Linked DNA regions of Rattus norvegicus: regions 1 and 2 are each linked to region 3. Evidence: chromatin contacts called from public Hi-C data. All regions are on one chromosome and are shown on one strand. Each heading gives the region's core, a stretch centred on a gene start, on an enhancer-like site or on the middle of the called end of the contact. The rest is flanking DNA. Distances are from core to core; before and after follow the strand shown.

Region 1 (3,887 bases), core at 571-3,070, 690 kb after region 3:
TAGGTACTCCAAACTTAACCTGGTCAAAGGTTTCTGTCATCCAAAATCCTGGTGCTGGAGATGGGGAAGGCTTTGCCTGGAGCACTCTGACACTTGGTAGGCCAGCATATGGTAAGAACCATATGTTCCCTGTCCAGGTGACAGACAAATGCTTCTGCTACTTAGTCCCCTCCACCCCCTAAACATACACCATGGTGGCTCTCCTACTGCCTCCCGCAGCTAGTTCTAGGTGCTGGCTACTCTCACAACATCCTTTAATCCTTATCTCCCAGAGCCTCTGGATCGTTACTGTTCCCCACCTCCTACAAGCTCCACACACCAGTCAGACTCTGGGTACCCATCCCAGGAAAGGCACCTCACGGCCCAACTGACCCAATTTCTGTCACAGAGCTATTGAGGAACTTGGCTGGGTCCAAAGACAACAGAGGCAGGAAAGTCCAAATCTCCTGAAGCCACAATGAGCTGCCTCTCAGAGAAAAGAACAGCAGAAATGCTGGGGGCATGGGAACTCTTCTAACAGAACCCCCTAAGAGGAGAGGAATCTGTGGGAAATACCAGAAGTGGGAAGAACAGACGAAGGGCATGGAAATACCCTTGCTTGTGAAGATGCCAGTCTGGGATGCTCTGACAGGAAGAGGAAGAAAAACAGCCTTCAGAGCCTTACACGTCCTCACTGCAATCTTACAAGCAACAATGGGCTCTTCTTTATCAGCACCGTTTTCATATAAGGAAACAAAGGGCCAAAGAGGAAAAATAAAATAAAATAGCCAGTCCAGGTTACCACAGAGAAGTGGCAAGGTCATAATCAGAAACGCCACGTTGTCATTGCCCTGTGTACAAGGTTATTCGTGCAAAGGGTTCAGCTCACTCGGAGTGCTGTAAATGCTCAACCCGCTCCTGCTTTTCAGTGGCTTGGCCTTGAAAAATTACTCAAAAAGAAACTGGTGGGCAGAGATGGCTCATTAGAAAGAGGGCTTTGCCTGTATCCCTGGGCCAGGCAGCTGTGAGCTATCCTAGGCCCTCATGCTCAGCACAGAGCAGATGATCGAGCTTCCAAGTGCTGGTAACAAGTCCATGGGACTGGAGAGCACAAGAAATCGAACATCCTGCTCAAATCTGCCTAGAACAGAGGAGGACCAATGAGTCTCACAGCAGGCAACCGCTAACCTGATGACCTGTTAGCAAGACGTTTTCATACCCACTGGTGCACATTCCCCCAAGGTCTGGAGGGGTTAACACAAACCACCAAGCTCCCCACCTCTAGAAAGAACCAGACTGCCGCTTTTACTGAGCACCTACTTGGCATTCTGTAGTTGTCAAGCTTGAATTGGAGGGCAGGAAGGTAAAAGCTATTCTCGCGCTCTGACCAGCAGATTCAACAGCCTGAGCAAACGGTATGTGTAAAGCTCACTTCTTCCAAGACCCTGATTCCAGTGTCACTACTAACTTTCTGTGTCCTATCAAGCCTGGGATTTTCCTGGACAGGAACATATGTCCCTTTAGTTCGTTTCCAGTGTTTAAGCCAAAACTATGCTCCCTCCTGCTGCTTCTGAGACTGAGATGAGGGAGAAGAGGATGTTCCCTCCATCATAGGCTCCCTACAGCTTCCTCCCAGGGAGCCGGCTAAGCCAAAATACCCAGGTTGGGAGCCTCACATCCCCAGACCACACAAATAGAACGAGAGTAGAGCCGGCTCTACAGAGCAGCCCTCCCAGCCAGAAGCTTAGCCCTGACTCCTGGCAGGCTCCAAAAGCCCAGGCTGGCAATCGACCTGCCACTACCCCAGCTCCAGCTCTCTCTGGGTGAAACCACCAAGAATCGACGCGTGCATCATGCTGCCCTCTGGTGGCCACCAGGAGTCTACACACAGACGATCTCGGCAAGCAATAAGCCAGCGGCTTTAAGGTTTGTTTACAGCAACCTCAGACGTAATGTGCAGGGAACACTGAGGAGAGGCACTTGTGCGTGTATAAAGACGCCCCCAGATACGCACGCACAGCACAATGTACTGCTTCAGGAAGCCTGCATTAGGACTTCGAGTCTCACATAGCTCACCGCTCCCTTCTCTCTCTCCAGGGAATCTCACGAATCTTTCCTGCCCCTGCAATCCCTAAGCCTCTGGTGCAGACACAAAAGGGCAGTAGGAGGAGACCTAGAGAAGCAAGGCCCAGCATCCGTGTCTGCTTTGCGCTCCTAGCTTACTGGGCTGGGACATATCAATTCATCTGTCTGCCAAGTTCTTCCTCTGAAAAATTGGATCTAGTCCAAATGATTCTCCACCTCCTTTTCCTGATTTATGGCTCAAAGTCTTGATCTTTTTCCTAATTCAAGTCCTCTCAGTCATCCAGAAATGGAAACAGCTAACATGGCAATAGATGCTTCACAGGGCCTGTGAAGGAGGAGGTCAGTCATCACTTAATCACTTAATACCCTGAGACCCTGCGCGAAAGGATGAGTTAGCTAACCCCACTGCAAGAGTAGAAACTGGGGCCAGCGAGGTTCTATGATGTAGCAAGTTCATACAATCATGGGGCAATGGCAATAGGGCTTGCCCAGCAATGTTTTTGCAGGACCCTCAAGCTGTCTCCATGGGGACAGTGGTTGTCATCTCTCATGGTCATGGCTTATTACTAGAGGAGAGAGATGATACATCTATGGGCAAAAAGCACGGAAAGTCTAGGGAGAGGAAAGGACTGGAGGAAGTGAAGACCACTGATTCACAGAGACAGTAACATGGAGGCCTAATAACACCTAGAACTCCCCACTCAGGAATCATACTCCCAATGTCAGCTGCCAACTAGAACTGACCAGCTCTTCAGATTCCCACACACCTTCTGCTTGCATCCAAAGACAGTTCTGATATCCTAAAGCTCTAAGAGAAGTTACCTAGCCCTCTCCTCTCCTATCCAGTTTCTCTCTGTTCATGAACATCAGGAACATTGGCCTCATAATCAGGCTTCAAACCAGAGAGGGGATGTCGACCTCACAGTAAGCAGCTTCCAGAGTCCCTGCCAGACTCTGCTTGCACATGGGCTACTGTGGAGTCCGGAGACCTCAGAGGCCAGGACAATGTAGGGGAAGCCAAGGGTGCCTGGGAAAAAGGTGGGGCACAGCCTCCAGGAAGGTCAGTACTTTGGGAACAGAGGAGGGAGAGAGAGAGAGAGATCATAGCCTCCGTCTCCATTAGAGGTCTGTCTGAGGCTCTGTTGCTCCATAAACACCACCCTCACAAACATCCTACCAGTCTTCCTTGCGATACCAGCCAGGGTGTTCTCACTAAGCAAGCTAGAAGGGTATGAAGTAAAGCCTTGAGAGCCTCCTTGACTCCGTGTCCAGCCTCTTATTTTACTATTAACTTATAATAGTAATATATTCACCTACATGTATATCTAGGCATATGATCGTATACATTATGTGTCCGTATCATCCAGAAGGATAAAGACAATCACCTTAATATTTAAATGCCAGAATGTTTTAAAATGCCAGACTGTATGAAGTCAAGGTCCTTCTTAGACTCAGCTTCCCCATCTGTAAACAGGACTAGTTTATATTTAATTCATAGGGTTGGAGCAGTGTCTGGTATACAGTTAAGTGTTGAATAAATGATACTTATAGTCATTTATCTGGTCTTTACAATAACCAGTTTTCTAGTACTTAGTACTGTGATCAGTTTACTGAGCACACGGCAGAGCTGACTCTTATTAGTAGTGACCACATGTTGACGGTTTTCTCTTCGCCGGGCTGTGGCGTGGACACTGTTTTAACAGTGCTCTCCTATGTTACTTATCTCTGCCTCACAGATAAGGAACTCAAGGCCCATGGCAGCAAAGGGATTTGTCCACAACTAGAGAGAAGCCAGGCCGGAAAGAGCAGTGGGAGACAGAAAT
Region 2 (4,004 bases), core at 1,480-3,979, 850 kb before region 3:
TCCTTTTGACAGGGAAAATTCTGGATTAATATTTTTGAGGTGGGTGCATGGCCCCAGACTCAACTGGGGCTGTGCCTATCCACTGGATATGTTTTTTATAGGTTTTATCTCCCTTTTGTTGGGTATTTCAGTTGAAGTCCTCCCTGTTGGGTCCTGGGAACCTCTTTGGATCCCTGGATTCCTAGTGACTACCACCAGTCCCCCCTCTGCCACTGCTACACACCTACTTTCAAATGTCTGACCCTCTGTACTTCTCCCCCATCTCCTCCCACATCTGAACTGGTACTATTTTTCCTTCTCTCTCTTCTGTCCCTCCCAGATCCCTCTCTCCCTCTATTTCCCTGAGATTTCTCTCTTCCTCGCCCTCTGAATAGTACTGTAGCTTCCACAGTTGCTGTGATCTTCTTTCTTCTTGGGATTCATATGGTCTGTAAGTGGTATTGTGGGCATCCCAAGCTCCCTTTTGGCTAATATCCATTCTTCAGTGAGTACATATCATATGTGTTCTTTTGTGACTGGGTTGCCTCATTTAGGATGATATTTTCAAGCTCCATCCATTTGCCTTCGAATTTCATGAAATCATTTTTTAATAGCTGAGTATAATCTATTGTGTAAATGTACCACATTTTTTGTATCCATTCCTCATTTGAGGAACATCTAGCTTGTTTCCAGCTTCTGGCTATTATAAATAAGGCTGCTATGAACATAGTGGAGTACGTGTCCTTGTTAAATGTTGGATATATGTTAGGCATCTTTTGGGTATATGTCCAGGAGTGGTGTAGCTGGGTCCTCAGTTAGAAATATTTCCAATTTTCTGAGGAACCGCCAGCCAGCCAGATTTCCAGAGTGGTTGTACCAGCTTGCAATCCCATCAGCAATGGAGGGGTGTTCCCCTTTCTCTACATCCTCACCAGCATTTACTGTCACCTGCGTTTTTGATCTTAGCCATTCTCACTGGTGTGAGGTGAAATCTCAGAGAGACAGACAGGTAGAACAATGAAATAGAATTGAAGGCCCAGAAATGAACCTACACATCTATGGTCACTTGATCTTTCACAAAGGAGCTAAAACCATCCAGTGGGAAAAAGAGCATTTTTAACAAATGGAGCTAGTTTAACTGGAGGTCAGCATGTAGAATGCAAATTGATCCATTCTTATCTTGTACAAAGCTCAAGTCCAAGTGGATCAAGGACCTCCATATAAGACCAGATGAATCTAATAGAAGAAAAAGTGGGAAAGAACCTCAAACACATTAGCACAGGGGGAAATTTCCTGAACAGAACACTAATGGCTTAAGCTCTCAGATCAAGAGTTTATAAACGGGGCCTCATAATATTGAAAAGCTTCTGTAAGGTGAAAGACACTGTCATTAGGACAAAATGGCAACCAACAGATTGGGAAAAGATCTTTACCAACCCTACATCCAATAGAGGGCTAATATCTAATATATACAAAGAACTCAAGAAGTTAGACTCCAAAGAATCAAATAACCCTATTAAAATGGGGTACAGAATTAAATAGAGAATTTTATTCTGAGGAATCTCAAATGGCTGAGAAGCATTTAAAGAAATGTTCAACATCCTTAGTCATCAGGGAAATGCCAACTCCATATATAGCACAAGTGGCATATATGTATTTGGCTTACTTTAATTATGTATTTAATGATGGAGGTCCTAATTTCCATTGTAAAAGTCTCCTAAAAAATGACCTCTTCCTGATTGCTTCAGTAACATAGTAAACATGGATAGTCAAGCTGTAGGAAAGTAGGACACACATGAGTCTGGTACTTGGAGCAGTAAAGAAGCATCCAAGGGGGAAAAAAAAGCGCCCTCTGTAATTTGCAGAAGCAGCCTTGTCTCTTTTCCTCTCCATGGCCTGTAGAGGTCAGAAAAGGGCCTTGCTTTCCAATCACTGGCTGTCTTCTGTCCCCATTAGAATTCGCCTGGGTATGTATAATTAAGCCAGCTGAGGCTCAGCACATAGGAACGGAAACGCATTGACTTTAATAAAACAGAGTGTAAAACAAGTTGAGATTGACTCGAGCCTTGTTTATTCTCACATACTTGTAATACTGGTCGGTATATTCCCAGGCAAAGAGACCATCGTCCTGGGAACTGAAGCATGTCCTTTCATTGCCACTACAGACAGTCCTAGCAGGCAAGCCACACTAGCTCATTGGAAATAAAAATTAGAAAGAAAAAAAGAGAAAGTTCTGTTTCTTAAGGGAAAAGAGGCAATGACAAAGAGAAAAAATGTGGGCACAAACAACCACATTCCCACTACCATGGACATTCTTATTTTGTTTGATTTATTATTTTTTTGAACACAAGTAAATTGGGAATCCAGAAAAAAAATAAATATAAAGAATAGCAAGACTCAAAATGGGGAAAGCATCTTGGTGAAAATGAGTAAGGAAAGGTGTTGTTCTATGGAGAGTTTTGGAAACCAAGACATCATTACATTGCTTTTTTTCCCCTGGGGTTTACAAAGAGCATCTCACAGAGTGTCTAGAAGCCAAGGTTAGCATGATGTTGACATGATACTTTGTGGTTGAACGTTCATTTTTCCAGGTCTCAGTTTCCCCCAATGAAAACAGAGGATCTGGTTCCGACGAAAGCAAATGTCACTAACATTTCTACCATTCCTAGCATGGCATTGGATGCCCTGCAGAGAATGCCACTCTGAGGCTGCAGGCTGGCTGGGCCAGTGAAGAGGCAACGTGAGGCGGCTCACACTGGCTCTCTTGTGTGGAGAGGATGGAGACCAGAGCTGGACAATGATCCTTTCAGAGCTGAGAGTGATGCCCTTGACACCCTGCCAATACCAAACAGAATAAGAGCTTCTGAAAGCAGGGCTAAAAATAAATAATGAAACCAAGTGACAACATAAACAGGAAGGCCGAAAGAATAGACCACGGACTTGAGTCAGCAAACTTGTGAACAGGGTAGAGAAGAGTCAAATTCATTTTTGTCTTCATTGATTGGCCGGTTAGGTGGCTGGACTCTTAGAATTCAAAGCGTTGTTAGTTAATATGTTTGTTGCCACCCTGGTGGAAGGAGGAAGAGGGCTGAGCAGAGGCGTGCCCCCCCTCTCATCCATTTCCTTTCTGTGGCACAGTCGGCCGGCCCCTTCCTTCTTGCTGTCTCTTTGTTGGTTGTTCAAAGAGAGAGCTCTTAGACAGTCCTTCCCCTGTCCCTGGCCACATCCTGGGACCAAGCCAGCTGCCCTGCTCAACCTTATCTCTCAGCATTTGGGGCCCAGCTTCCTCTTCACGTTTCTGCAGCACACACAGCATTTCAATCAAAAAGGACTTTCAGATCTGATTGTTTGGGGCAGAACTTGTGCAAGAGGTTTAGGGAAAGGGAGCTCTAGCTGTTGGGCCCCGTTTCATGGTCGAGCCAGTCTACACTTTTATGTGGCATGCAGAGAGACAGCAGACACTTAACAACTATGGGGAAATTAGACCAATTTTCTCTACAAGCCCTAATAAGTTCTTCCAGTTCTCATATTGCAAAGCTGTAGATTCAGACCTAGTGGAGACTCCCCTTCCCCACAACGTTGTATACATTTAGCTATATGCAAATGTGAACATGACTAGACCACAGAAATCTTCTAAGATCTGACAATAATTAACATTAAAAATTTGGAGGTGTACACTAGCAGAAAAGGAAAGAAACAAACCTTTGCAGTGTGGTTGGGAAATCAAGAGCTCCAAGACATACTAACCCATGAATATGCAATGTCTAATATTTAGTTCTAGATTGTGTCTTACTTGGGGTAGTCCCATGTCATCTCATGTCCTGCCTTTGAACTCTTCAGTCAGATTCCTCTAGCTCCAAACAGCTCAGATCTAATGATATTTGGAGGAGATGAAATATGAGATTGTTTATTTTGGATGAAAGCGGGCAAAACCTCCAAGGAAATCCAAGCAAGAAGAAGAAGTTTGAAAACTTTGTTTCTAAAACATTAGAGCTCAATTTTATAACACTTTAGAAATATGATGA
Region 3 (3,955 bases), core at 738-3,237:
CTGGAACACATTGGTTGCTACAGGACCTTTTCTTTATCCCCTTCAAAGAGACTCTCCCTGATCAGAGATTTGGACATCAGTCTCCTGGTATCTTTCTGTCTTATTCACATTTTTCTGGCCCTCTATTAGTACATTTCTAGACATTAAAACAGCCTGATACTCAATAATTATCCACAGATTGAATGACTGACGGGCAGCCCTTCCTAACGGTGCACCTTGGTCTTTCATGGCATTCATTGAATTTGCAATGGTAAATAGGAGCTGATTTTCATAGCTTAGTACAAAATCTATGGAAAATGTGACTGAACTGTTAAGAAGTGCTATGACTGTTAAAACATAATTATTATACTCTGAATCATGGATTCATGTGAATAAAAATTTATGTTTACTGCAGGTAAATAAATAACATAAATTTGGGGATTTTATTTTTTAGGATTGGTCCACAGAACTATCAAAAGGTTTTCAAAGATGTAGACAGTTAGACCAATTACGACCACATCTAAGATTTTACCTGAAGTATGGGAGTTCTGCTACAAATGAATATGTATAAAAAATCACAAGACAAAAAACACTCCTGAAAACAATTTAAATTTGCAATAGGCAGCAGGTGGCCTAATGAACTCTCAAGAAGACTATTCTGTAATAGTTGAAACTATTATAAAATGATTATTTAATGTCTTTGTAAGTTGATATTTTAATGTGTCAAGTGTACTTCTAATGTGATCTTAACTTTCATCAAAGAAAAAAATTCTGTGATAGTTGGATACATACAATTACACCTAATGACAAGGTTGAACAGGCCCATGGCACAAGGAAGGCAGTGGGCAGGATGATCATGGGTCACTATTTATGTTTCAAATTTTCCAACAATGACTGTATGTTTCCATTTATAAAAACAACAATTTTTCAAGTTCTAAACATATATAAAGAAGAAAAAATGACTCATATACTCCCCCATCGAGAATATTGTCAAGCTGGGCATAGTAGCTTACTTACATCTTTAATCTCTTACCACTTGAAAGGTGATAGAAGATGGTATCTAGATTCAAGAGCACTACCCTCTAACCACAGCTATAGAGAAAGTTCATTCCAATCTAGGTTGCATGAGACTCTGTCTTTAAAATACTAAAGTCAGGCTAATAATAAGAACATCAGCCCAGTGAAAGACAGTACAAAGAATAAATGAAAACTGATTGTGTCCCTCTGTTCTCTGCATCTACCCTATCTGTCTTGCTCACAATACCCTCTGTTGATCCTGCCTAGTTTGTAGATTCTTTCTGTCCAACTGCCTCTTTTATTTTGACAATGACTGGAAGTGTAAGGGACTGGCATGATTTAACTATTTAAATAATGATGGCTATTGAATAGTTCTTGGTTTATTTTTTTCTCTAATGAAAGATAATAAAGGGCCAAAAGAAATCTGTAGCATAATTACTGATCACAAGTTGTGTACCTAATAATGTTGCAGTGAATATCATGACATTGATCCTCCTGAAATAGTTAAATGATCTTAGAGGTCTGCTTTGGGGTATCTCTTATGTTATGACAATATTAGATAGAGGGTGTTTCATTCCTTCACTTAACAGATAAAATTCCAATGCCATTATGGGATATGGAACCTTAACTAGATGGTTCCCAATGATACCACTGACATTCATGCTTTCAGCATCCTCATATTATTTTCCTAGACTTGAGGATGCATGTTCAACTGCACAATAAAGAAAAAATATAAGGAGGAGGAAAGTACTAGAATAAGAGCTCTGGTCTTGAGAGAGAGAGAGAGAGAGAGAGAGAGAGAGAGAGAGAGAGAGAGAGAGAGTGTGTAGGAATGTGATGGGGTGATTGTGTCCTTGAATTTGAGGAGAGATCCATTGTCATTCAGAGATGACCTCTGGATCAAAGGACTGGGTTCCATGTGCAGCCCACAATGGCCCTGTGTTGAGAGACCACAATGGACATTATGCAAGATCCATATGAGTGATGGTGGTATGAAGGAAAGGTTATGACTTGGTCTTATAGAGTCCATTCTGTGGTTGAATCATTGTGTTATGTGGGGTATGTGGGCTTAGGGGCAGTAGGTCATTGACACTGGAAGCATGTGACATTCATATGAAAAATTCCTAGCAGATGAGTTAATGACAAATGACCTCTTCAGCATTTCAAAGTTCACATTGGGTCTTTTCTGCCTAAGTAAGGTGATGGGAACCAATAGCATATCTGCTGAAAAATTATCCTCAAAAACAGTCACTGGAGGGGTCAGAGGAACTCTTCATTTCATTAGCCTGAACTTCTTGCTTTCTTAGTACGAATTGAATTTGCTTATTCTATCTGTCCTTGGGTATGACTGAATCTCAAAGTAGTTTACAATTTTAATAAAGTGTTGGTTTTGCTACTCTTAAAACACCCATTTATAGAATGAAATATATTTAGAATATATAATTCCATTGTAATTACTTAGAAGTAGATATAGTAAAGAAATCTTTGTTGGGCTGAAGCCAGAGTTAAAAACAAATGAAGACAATAAGATTTCTCTGGCTTGGGATATCACTATCTTCTTGATGGAAGAAACTACTTAGCTATTTGTTTAAATATTAAGGTTATCCTTGAGAATAAATTCACTAACTCTTAGAGTTGTGCTGATCAGGAGAAGAGGAAACAATGTTGTAGACAGAAAGGGCCCAGTAACGGCTAGCTTAATGCCTCTAATGAGTGAATGTGAGGGAAAAGAGCAATGGACTATAGTACTGAGGTGTGTCATTCCAAAACAGGAAGGTAGTCACCATGACAGCTGGAGTAAAAGTGAAAGCTATTGTTAGTCCCAAGTACCTGCTAAATACTTTATGCACAGTTCCTATAATTCTCAGGAAAAGTATTTGATGTAGTTACTATTTTGGGGTTTATTTTAAAAATAATAAAACAAAATGAAATGAAGAGATTGCCATTTACAACAGCTATATAGCCAACACATAGTGGTACAAAGCTTTATAACAAGATAACTTAATTAGAGCCCATAAACTTTATAATTTTATAGAAATTTATTTATAGACTTTTATACATATAGACTTTATAGACATTATAGAACCCTCAGTTTTAATCAATTCTGCCTAGGGATTATGGGAGCAGGAAATTCAAAAGCACTGAGGAAGTAGTTATAGCTGGTCAATGTGTTATTTGAAACATTTCTCCCAAAGATTTTAATGTTGACATTGTCATGTAGAATATTTGTGGCCCACTCAACTATGGTGAGCTCTAGTTTTCTCATAGATAACTCAAATGTGACACAGGTGGACCCCAGTGAATTTTATTGCCTTCCAAAGAGAGCAACTATTGGCAAGAAAGGATTGCCAATCCCAAGACTACACTTCTAAGCTTGCCTTCTTATCTAGGTGCAACTGGGTGACTAGTATGTCAAAAGAATATAAGACATAACCCATGTCATTTACAGGTAAAAAATATGGTAAGTATTTGTGTGCCTTAATGCTTTCCTCCCCTTATCCAAAGATGATCGTGTCCTTTGACTTAAGACAGCTGGATACCAGAGTGAGTCACTGCTTGGCAGATGGCTAGGGGACACCCTGTTGCATAGCATTGCACAAGTGGAAAATGCACAATCAATATGCTTGCCCTGGGCACCTGAGCCTGGTTACAGTGCTTAACCGTGAAAGCTTAATTTGGACTACAGGAGTGTTTTAAAAGTGAAAACAAATGTGAAGCACATACCAGGAGCCTGTCAACAACTTCTCACCAGTATGTTCATCTCCCACCCCACCCCAGTTCTACTGTTTTACCTAGTTTCTAGCATTTTAGACAGGAGACACAAGATGAAAATTGATAGGTAAAGTAAGTAACACTGTGTCTTTCATGGTAGATGTGAACAAGAAGATTGTTTTGGATTTCTTTTTTCTGTTTTTTATTTTTTGTTGTTTGTTGTTTGCTGTTTTTGAGGTTCCATTTG

The links. Hi-C and Micro-C count contacts between places; a contact is called where the count stands out from the background.
Region 1: a Hi-C map of Schwann cells shows a contact between it and region 3, with 8 times the contacts expected there. The contact joins two enhancer-like sites. A contact is called at or near these places in 1 of 12 Hi-C or Micro-C datasets (Schwann cells) and 1 of 1 datasets of contacts at active chromatin or transcription factors (oligodendrocytes).
Region 2: a contact with region 3 is called in a Hi-C map of Schwann cells, with 6 times the contacts expected there. The contact joins two enhancer-like sites. A contact is called at or near these places in 1 of 12 Hi-C or Micro-C datasets (Schwann cells) and 1 of 1 datasets of contacts at active chromatin or transcription factors (oligodendrocytes).

What each region holds. Positions count from the first base shown.
Region 1 is chr1:141,902,566-141,906,452 of GRCr8, forward strand. The region is part of intron 1 of Ntrk3 (neurotrophic receptor tyrosine kinase 3); the gene reads right to left. Among named protein-coding and RNA genes, the nearest start is that of Ntrk3, 8.5 kb to the right of the region's middle. Within about 2 kb of position 1,821, at least 32 of the 93 cell types and tissues checked have an H3K27ac peak or open chromatin away from gene starts, as enhancers often do. A contact at or near this core is called in Schwann cells, where this site is marked.
Region 2 is chr1:140,368,387-140,372,390 of GRCr8, forward strand. No RefSeq gene overlaps it. Among named protein-coding and RNA genes, the nearest start is that of Agbl1, 920 kb to the left of the region's middle. Within about 2 kb of position 2,730, at least 54 of the 93 cell types and tissues checked have an H3K27ac peak or open chromatin away from gene starts, as enhancers often do. A contact at or near this core is called in Schwann cells, where this site is marked.
Region 3 is chr1:141,214,199-141,218,153 of GRCr8, forward strand. No RefSeq gene overlaps it. Among named protein-coding and RNA genes, the nearest start is that of Ntrk3, 700 kb to the right of the region's middle. Within about 2 kb of position 1,988, at least 1 of the 93 cell types and tissues checked has an H3K27ac peak or open chromatin away from gene starts, as enhancers often do. A contact at or near this core is called in Schwann cells, where this site is marked.